Regions from separate parts of the Pan troglodytes genome. Here region 1 is linked to region 2. Evidence: chromatin contacts called from public HiChIP or PLAC-seq data. All regions are on one chromosome and are shown on one strand. Each heading gives the region's core, a stretch centred on a gene start, on an enhancer-like site or on the middle of the called end of the contact. The rest is flanking DNA. Distances are from core to core; before and after follow the strand shown.

Evidence for each region. HiChIP or PLAC-seq counts read pairs in DNA pulled down with a chosen protein or histone mark.
Region 1: an H3K4me3 HiChIP or PLAC-seq map of stem cell-derived excitatory neurons shows a contact between it and region 2, with 5 times the contacts expected there. The contact joins the promoter of AFG3L2 here to the promoter of CEP76 in region 2. A contact is called at or near these places in 1 of 7 Hi-C or Micro-C datasets (stem cell-derived neural progenitor cells) and 1 of 1 datasets of contacts at active chromatin or transcription factors (stem cell-derived excitatory neurons).

The regions. Positions count from the first base shown.
Region 1 is chr17:18,525,104-18,528,851 of NHGRI_mPanTro3-v2.0_pri, forward strand. It overlaps AFG3L2 (AFG3 like matrix AAA peptidase subunit 2), which reads left to right and starts at 1,829. Exons shown (of 17, transcript XM_512199.7): 1 at 1,829-2,333. The coding sequence starts at 2,220. LOC134808649 (a long non-coding RNA gene) reads right to left here and starts at 1,287. Exons shown (of 2, transcript XR_010152015.1): 1 at 1,204-1,287.
Region 2 is chr17:18,198,601-18,202,106 of NHGRI_mPanTro3-v2.0_pri, forward strand. It overlaps CEP76 (centrosomal protein 76), which reads left to right and starts at 2,220. Exons shown (of 13, transcript XM_016933264.2): 1 at 2,220-2,515. The coding sequence starts at 2,453. PSMG2 (proteasome assembly chaperone 2) reads right to left here and starts at 2,011. Exons shown (of 7, transcript XM_016933269.4): 1 at 1,837-2,011. The coding sequence starts at 1,893.

The DNA of each region.
Region 1 (3,748 bases), core at 579-3,078, 330 kb after region 2:
TCTGCCTGCCTTGGCCTCCCAAAGTGTTGGGATTACAGGCATGAGCCACCATGCTGGGCCAATTTGTGTCATTTTCTTTTTTCCTGATTGATCTGACTATTGATCTTCTCAAAGAACACCCTTTGATTTCATTCATTTCTCTATGTCTTTTAGTTTTTAATTTTATTGATTTTTACTTTTATCTTCTTTCTCTTCTTTGGTTTTACTTCATTTTCTGTCTAGTTTTTTTCTTTTTTGAAGCCGAGGTCTTTGTTTTGCCCAGGCTTGTCTGGAACTCTTGGGCTCAAGTGATCCTCTCACCTCAGCCTATTTCTGATACTGATTTCTAATTTAATTTCATTGTGGATAGAAAACATGTTTTATATGACTTGACTCCTCTTAATATTTTTATGGCCTACAATATGGTTTATTTTGATAAGTGCTCTGTGAAAACTTGAAAATAATGTGTATTCTGTTGTTATCAGTAGTTTTCTATAAATGTCTATTTGATTTAGTTGGTTGTGTTTAAGTCTTCTATATACTTACTATTTTCCTGTCTAATTGTTCTGTCAATTATCAAAAGAAGGATTTGAAATCTCCAAATATAATTGGAAGTTGTGGTTCTGTCAGTCTTTGCTCCATGTATTTTAAGCTTCTGTTAATGGGAACAAAGATGTTTAGGGTTGTTATGTCCTACTGATGAACTGACCCCTTTATTATAATAATAATAATAATAATAATAATAATAATTCTCTTGGCCAGATGTGGGTGGCTCACATCTGTAATCCCAGCACTTTGGGAGGCTGAGTCAGGAGGATTGCTTAAAGCCAGGAGTTTGAGACTAGCCTGGGCAACAAAGTGAGACTTCAACTCTACACAAAATAAAAAAAGTCGAGTGTGGTCGAGCGTGTGTGGTCCCAGCTACTTGGGGGGCTGAGGCAGGAGGATCCCTTGAGCCCAGGAGTTGGAGGCTGCAGTGAGCTACGATTGCACCATGGCATTCCAGCCTAAGTGACAGACTGAGACCCTGTCTCTGGAAAAGAAACCCGATCCTCTTCATCCTTAGTGATATTCTTTTCCCTGCAATTAATTTTGTTTGGAATTTCCTTGTCCTAAAATCTATTTGTCTACTCAGTTTTCTTTTGTTTGAGCATGGTATGATGGTGTATCTGGTATATCTTTTTGTTATTGTTTTACTGCCACTGGGGTAATCACAGGACTCACCTGGTTTGTCTCCTGTCTCTCAAGGATTACTGTCCTTTGCCTGAGGTCCAGCGTCGCCAGCCTGAGCGACAGAGCGAGAGCCCGTCTCAGAAAAACCCCCAAGTCCCCCACCTCAGTTCAAAGACCTCTCCTTTTTTCCTCCGCTGTCACGGTACAGGAAACAATGTGTAGTTTCCACTACCTGGAAGACTCGACTTGCTCTCCGAGAACCAGTTCCCCGACAGGGTTCCTAGAGCGCAGGCTGCACGGCACAGCCCCAACACTCCCTGCTGCTTGTGAATCTTCGCATCGCCCTCCCAGGGGTCAGGAATGTGTGCTTCGGCGTCTCCAGAGCCTAGCACCACCCCATGACTCAGCTGGCGCTCGGAGGGTCCTTCCATCTGCCGCCGCTGGGGCCTTCGCTACTTCCCCCTCGCTCCTACTGGCTGGCCCACCCGGCTGCCCAGGCCCGGAAGCCCAGGATCCCAGTCACGCGTCTCCCCTTAGTCCCCGCCTCCAGCCACGCCCCCCACACTCCTCCGTCAGCCCCGCCTCCAGCTCCTGCTCGCCCTCCTAGTCCTTCCTCGGCCCCACCTCCAGTCACGCCCCCCACGTGCACCATCAGCCCCGCCCCCAGCCCTCGCTCGCCCTCCCGAGTCCTCCCTCGGCCCGGTCCCCGCCTCTAGCTCCCCCTTGCCCTCCAAGGTCCTTCTTGGCCCCGCCTTCTGCCGCGCCCCCAGCGCTGCTCCGTCGGCCCCCGCCTCCGGTCCCGCCCTCATGCTCCTCCCATTTGGTCCTGTCTTCTGCACTGGCAGAGGTCGCGGCCGGCCTGGGAGAGGAGAAGCCGACGTCAGCGCGCCGGGGCGGGGCTGGCGGCAGGAGACGCCGCGTTGAGAGCTTGGGCTCCTCCGTGAGCCGCGGGCGCGCTGCGCTGCCTGGCGGCCTTTTCCCGAGCCGAGCCCGCTTCCCGAGGCCACCAGTCGTCGCCTGCCCGCGCCTGCGCAGCGTCCCGGGCCGAGAGGGCCACGGCGGCGGCCATGGCGCACCGCTGTTTGCGGCTGTGGGGCCGGGGCGGCTGCTGGCCCCGCGGCCTACAGCAGCTCCTCGTGCCTGGCGGCGTGGGCCCGGGCGAGCAGCCTTGCCTCCGGACGGTGAGTCCTACCTGGGCGCCCGGCGCCCTCCACCCTGCCTCGGGCCCACTTCCGGCTAGGGAGAGCGGACGTCAAGGTCACTGGCCCCCGCCCTCCGGCCGCACGCGGGCCGTCCCTGCCGAGGGCCTGGGCGCCCCGCGCTGTCTCTCAGCCGGCCCTGGGAGCGCCGATTCGCGCTCAGCCCTGCCTGTGGGATTCAAGTTTTGAAAACGCGCAGCTTCAGTAGAGCCGGGTTTTCGCGCTTCACCGGGGCGGTTGAAGCCTCGAAGGTCATGTTGGCTTGGTAGCCGTCCTTGTCCCCGCTTTCGTGTCCCGGGAGCACGGAACGAAGGCGTCTGTAATTTTGAGTCAGCAGCACGAGCACGATGTAGTCGCAAAGACGGGTTTTGGAGTCGGGCTGCCTAACCTCTCCGAGTCTCCGTGTTCCCGTCTGTTGAATGGGGCCATTGCGGGCATTCCAGGACTGGCAGTATTAGCTATTATTATTAAGAATGTCACCTTTTCAGAGCAGGGACTCTGTGTTCGTTGCATATCAGGGCCTGCTCTCAGCTGGAGGCTCTTTCTCTGTTGGTAGCCATCCCTCTAGATACACACACGGGACCTGATAAGTGTTTCTGACATAATGATAGCGTGTTGACAGAACCATGGCCGTGATCAGTCTCAATGAAAGGTTCACGTGTCGAATAGTCGCTCTCACTGTTTAAGTGACACGGTTCCTCAGCCTTGCACTGGTGTACGGGTGATGGTTGAGGTCCCCGGGTCGGCCACGGGAACCTGGCTTGGCCTCCTGCTATCCCAGCGCCCCTGTAGTCAGCTCAACGTCTTCACTGTAAGGGGAGATAGGCTAGTGCCGGGGCTAACGCCTGCGATCCCAGCACTTAGGGAGGCCGAGGCGGGAGAATCGCTTGAGTCCAGGAGTTGGAAACCAGCTTGGGTAGGGTAGCAGACCCTCCGATCTACGATTTTTATTTTTATTTTTATTTTTTAAGAGACGGGGTTTTGCTTCTTCGCCCAGGCCGGAGTGCAGCGGCGCAAACACAGCTCACTGCAGCCCCAAACTCAAGCGATCCTCCCGCCTCAGCCTCCGGAGTATCTGGGACTACAGCACCGTGGTTGATTTTTAAAAAGTTTCTGGAGAGGCCAGGCGCGGTAGCTCACGGCTGTAATCCCAGCAGGCGGGCGGATCACGAGGTCAGAAAATCGAGATCATCCTGGCTAACACGGTGAAACCCCGTCTCTACTAAAAATACAAAAAATTAGCCGGGCGTGGTGGTGGGCGCCTGTAGTCCCAGCTGCTCGGGAGACTGAGGTAGGGGAATGGCGTGAACCTGGGCGGTGGAGCTGGCAGTGAGCCGAGAGCGGGCCACTGCACTCTAGCCTGGGCGACAGAGTGAGACTCCGTCCCAAAAGATAGG
Region 2 (3,506 bases), core at 970-3,469:
ATTTTTATTGAGGCTATCCCCCAAGTATCCTTTTAATGTAGCTCCTCCTTTGCATTCTTCCAACAACTCCTTTTGTTTTCTGTCCTTCGGGGTGTTCCCTCAGCATGTTCTCCCACTTTTCACTGTTGTCACCTACCAATTGCCTAGTTACCTCCTGTAATTCCCTTCTCAACAATTTTGCTACTTGGGTTAAACTCTTCTGTACCATCCTTCTTTTCCTCACAATATTGTATTATTCCCATCAGCACGTAAACATGCTCTAATATCTTTCATTCTAAAAGGCTCTCTCCCTTGACCCCACATAGCCCTCTAACTGCAACCTCATTTCTTGTGTCTCTATGTAGCAAAAATTCTCCAAGTCGTCCACGAAAACATAAGCAGAAACTTTATCTCTTATTTAAAAAAGTTTTTTGAGACAGGGTCTCACTCTGCCGCCCAGGCTGGAGTGCAGTGGCACGATTTCAGCTCACTGCAGCCTCTGCCTCCTGGGCTCAAGTGATCCTCCCGCCTCAGCTTCCCGAGTAGCTGAGATACAGGTGCAGGAAACCACACCTGGCTAATTTTTATTTATTTATTTTTTTGTAGAGATGAGGTATCACTATGTTGCCCAGGCTGGTCTTGAACTCCTGAGCTCAAGCGATCCTCCTGTACTCGGCCTTCCAAAGTGCAGGGATTACAGGCATGAGCCATCATGCCTGTCTCTGAATTAATGACTGAATATATATTATACAACCCAAATCTTTACTTGTTTTCTATCATTCATTCAACCCACTCCAATATGGCTTTCCTCTTCACCACTTCACTGGTAACTGTCCAAGTGACCATCATTAACATGTCGCTAAATCCAAACATACACTTTCTTCACCTTACACATCTCTGGGCTACTTTTGACATGGCCACTCCCTCCTTTTTGAAACACTCTTCTCTGGGGTTGTGTGTTTTATCTGTAATGAATAAGAATGACAGTTTGAGCTCTCTCCAGCCTTATACCACTCCAAACAGTGCATTTTCCAATGGTGCCTTCTGGGTTCACAGGGCCTACAGCTTATTCTCTCTCAATGTGTCATTCCAAATTCTTGGCAGTCTTCAAGTCCCCCATGCTAACTGACTCTGTTTTAGACATCCATCTTTCTGAAACGCCTACTTTCCCCTACTCCCAGCCCACAGGCCCTCCATCTTTTGCATACTACTTTCTCTATAAAGCCTTTCTTAACAAGCCATCTGTCCCTCCCCTCCCAATTATCTCAGGACCTTTCTACATCCTTTCAAGCTTCTAGCCTAGCATTTATTGCTCTTAGATTACATGTTTCCAACTACAGTGTAAATTCTTTGAGGGCACGCACCTAGTCTTATTCTAATATTCGCACATAACAGACTTTATTAAAACAATGAATGAATATAAAGAGCGATAAAACTGTGCTAACTACCGGCAAGAGTTAACGTTTATTGCCCTATCAGTAGTTCTCCGGTTAACAACGATAATATGCTAGCTTAAGACTAATTCTAAAACTAGTCGTAGAAAGACTTTCTAGGATAAAACTGAAGGATGCCCTGCAAAACGTAAGTACAGTGTATCTAGAATGTACGAACACATCACGTTTTACAGGAAACAGAGACTACAAATTGTAGACTTGACTACGTTTGGTTTTACAGCCGACAAAGGTTCTGTTTGGACGGCTGCCTCCGGCTACAACCTCCCTGTTTTTTCCGGCCGAAAACATGAAATAGAAACTAGTGCCCTATTTCTCCCAAGGCACCACCAAACACCCCGCGTCGGGGTGGCGACACCGCAGGGGCCTCAGGAGGCAGCAGCCCCGAGCGCAAACGGAGACTCACCATTAGGAGGGTGAAGCCGGCAAGGTCGGGGGCCGACTCCCCGCAGGGAACGAACATGGTCGCAGTGGGGTGGCCAGCAGGGACTAACCGCGGCCCTGGCAAGAACGAGGGCAGCAAGAAGGCGGAAGCCCGAGTCCCCGGAGCCTCGCGGGGCGCGGGAGGGTCCTCTGAGTCCCTGGGCGCCGGGCCCTTGGGGCCCGTCCAGCTAACTGCCGGTTCAGAGGGCGGAAAGAGGCCGCCGGGTGGCCGCGAAGAGGGGCCAACAGCGCTTTCGGAGACCCTGGCAAGCAAGGCGATGGGGTGCGCTGAGGTCTCGGGGTGCGGGGCCCGCGGGGAGGTGGAGCGGCGGGCGGAAACGATCAGGCAGCGTGCGGGCCAGCCCCAAGCCCTGTTTGTCCGCCACTGTTTGAAAACAGTTGGCGCCGCCGCCGCCGGGGCCTCAGTTCCAGGTCAGTCCCCGGCCTGACGCGGCGTTGCGTCCCCCGGGAGCTGCGCTAGGCGAACGGCTGCGGCGCTTTGTGCTCCAGTCGCTCCTAACGCTCCCTGGCCCGGCAGGGGCCGCGCAGTTAGGGCATCTGAGGCGGGGAGAAGCGGCGGGGAGACGCCGGCTGCCAGCATGTCGCTGCCTCCGGAGAAAGCCTCCGAGCTGAAGCAACTCATCCACCAGCAGCTGAGCAAGGTGAGAGTCGTGGGTGCTGGGAGAGACCGCCGGGCCGACCCATAACCTTTCCCTCCTGCCCGGCGGCCCCGGGCCGACAGCGGCATCTGCTTGCCGGGACTGTAGCGAGGATTGTGGGGTGCGCAACGCAGAGTAGGCAGAGCTTTGAGTTTGAGTCAGGAGAGCGTCCTCGTCTCCGAGAAAGAAAACGAGCCGAGCAGGTGCTAGCAAGAGTCTGGGGCGATAGAACGAGCGGTCTTGGCGTTTTGGGACGGCCGTGAGAATGAAGCGCTTAGTGAGCGACTTCTGGAAGTCGGATCGAGTGTAAGTTGTATTTGGAGGTTTATATTCTGTTGTAAGATATCAGGGTTTTTTTCTTTCTTGAGACGGAGTCTCTCTGTTGCCCAGGCTGGAGTGCAGTGGCACGATCTCGGCTCACTGCAACCTCCGCCTCCCAGGTTTAAGCGATTCTCCTGCCTCAGCCTCCCGAGTAGCTGGGATTACAGGCGCGCGCCACCACGCTAAGCTAATTTTTGTATTTTTAGTAGAGACAGGGTTTCACCATGTTGGTCTGGCTGGTCCCGAACTCCTGACTTCGTGATCCGCCCGCCTCGGCCTCCTAAAGTGCTGGGATTACAGGCGTGAGCCTCCGCGCCCGGCAGATATCAGGGTTTCTTTACCGCTGAAACATGTGGGTATCAGCGAAGTTGAACCAGGAGCTTCAATCAGTAATTCTCAAATAAGTCATGGAAGAGAAGTTACTAAAGGGTTTGTAATGACGGAATTTGTTAATATTTCGGAGCTCCAGAAGAACCTCCAGTTTCTGCAGCGCTCGCTCGACTGAGTGCAAGATGCTGAAGTGATAAAAGCGACCATTTATGGTGCTCTTGTGTGCCAGGCTTTGTGCTGTCTAGCATCTTTAATCCTCACAACACTATTGTGAGAGGGCACTACACTAGGTTTTTCCATTCTTATCGGTGACGAAACAGATTTATAAAGGGTAAATAAGTTG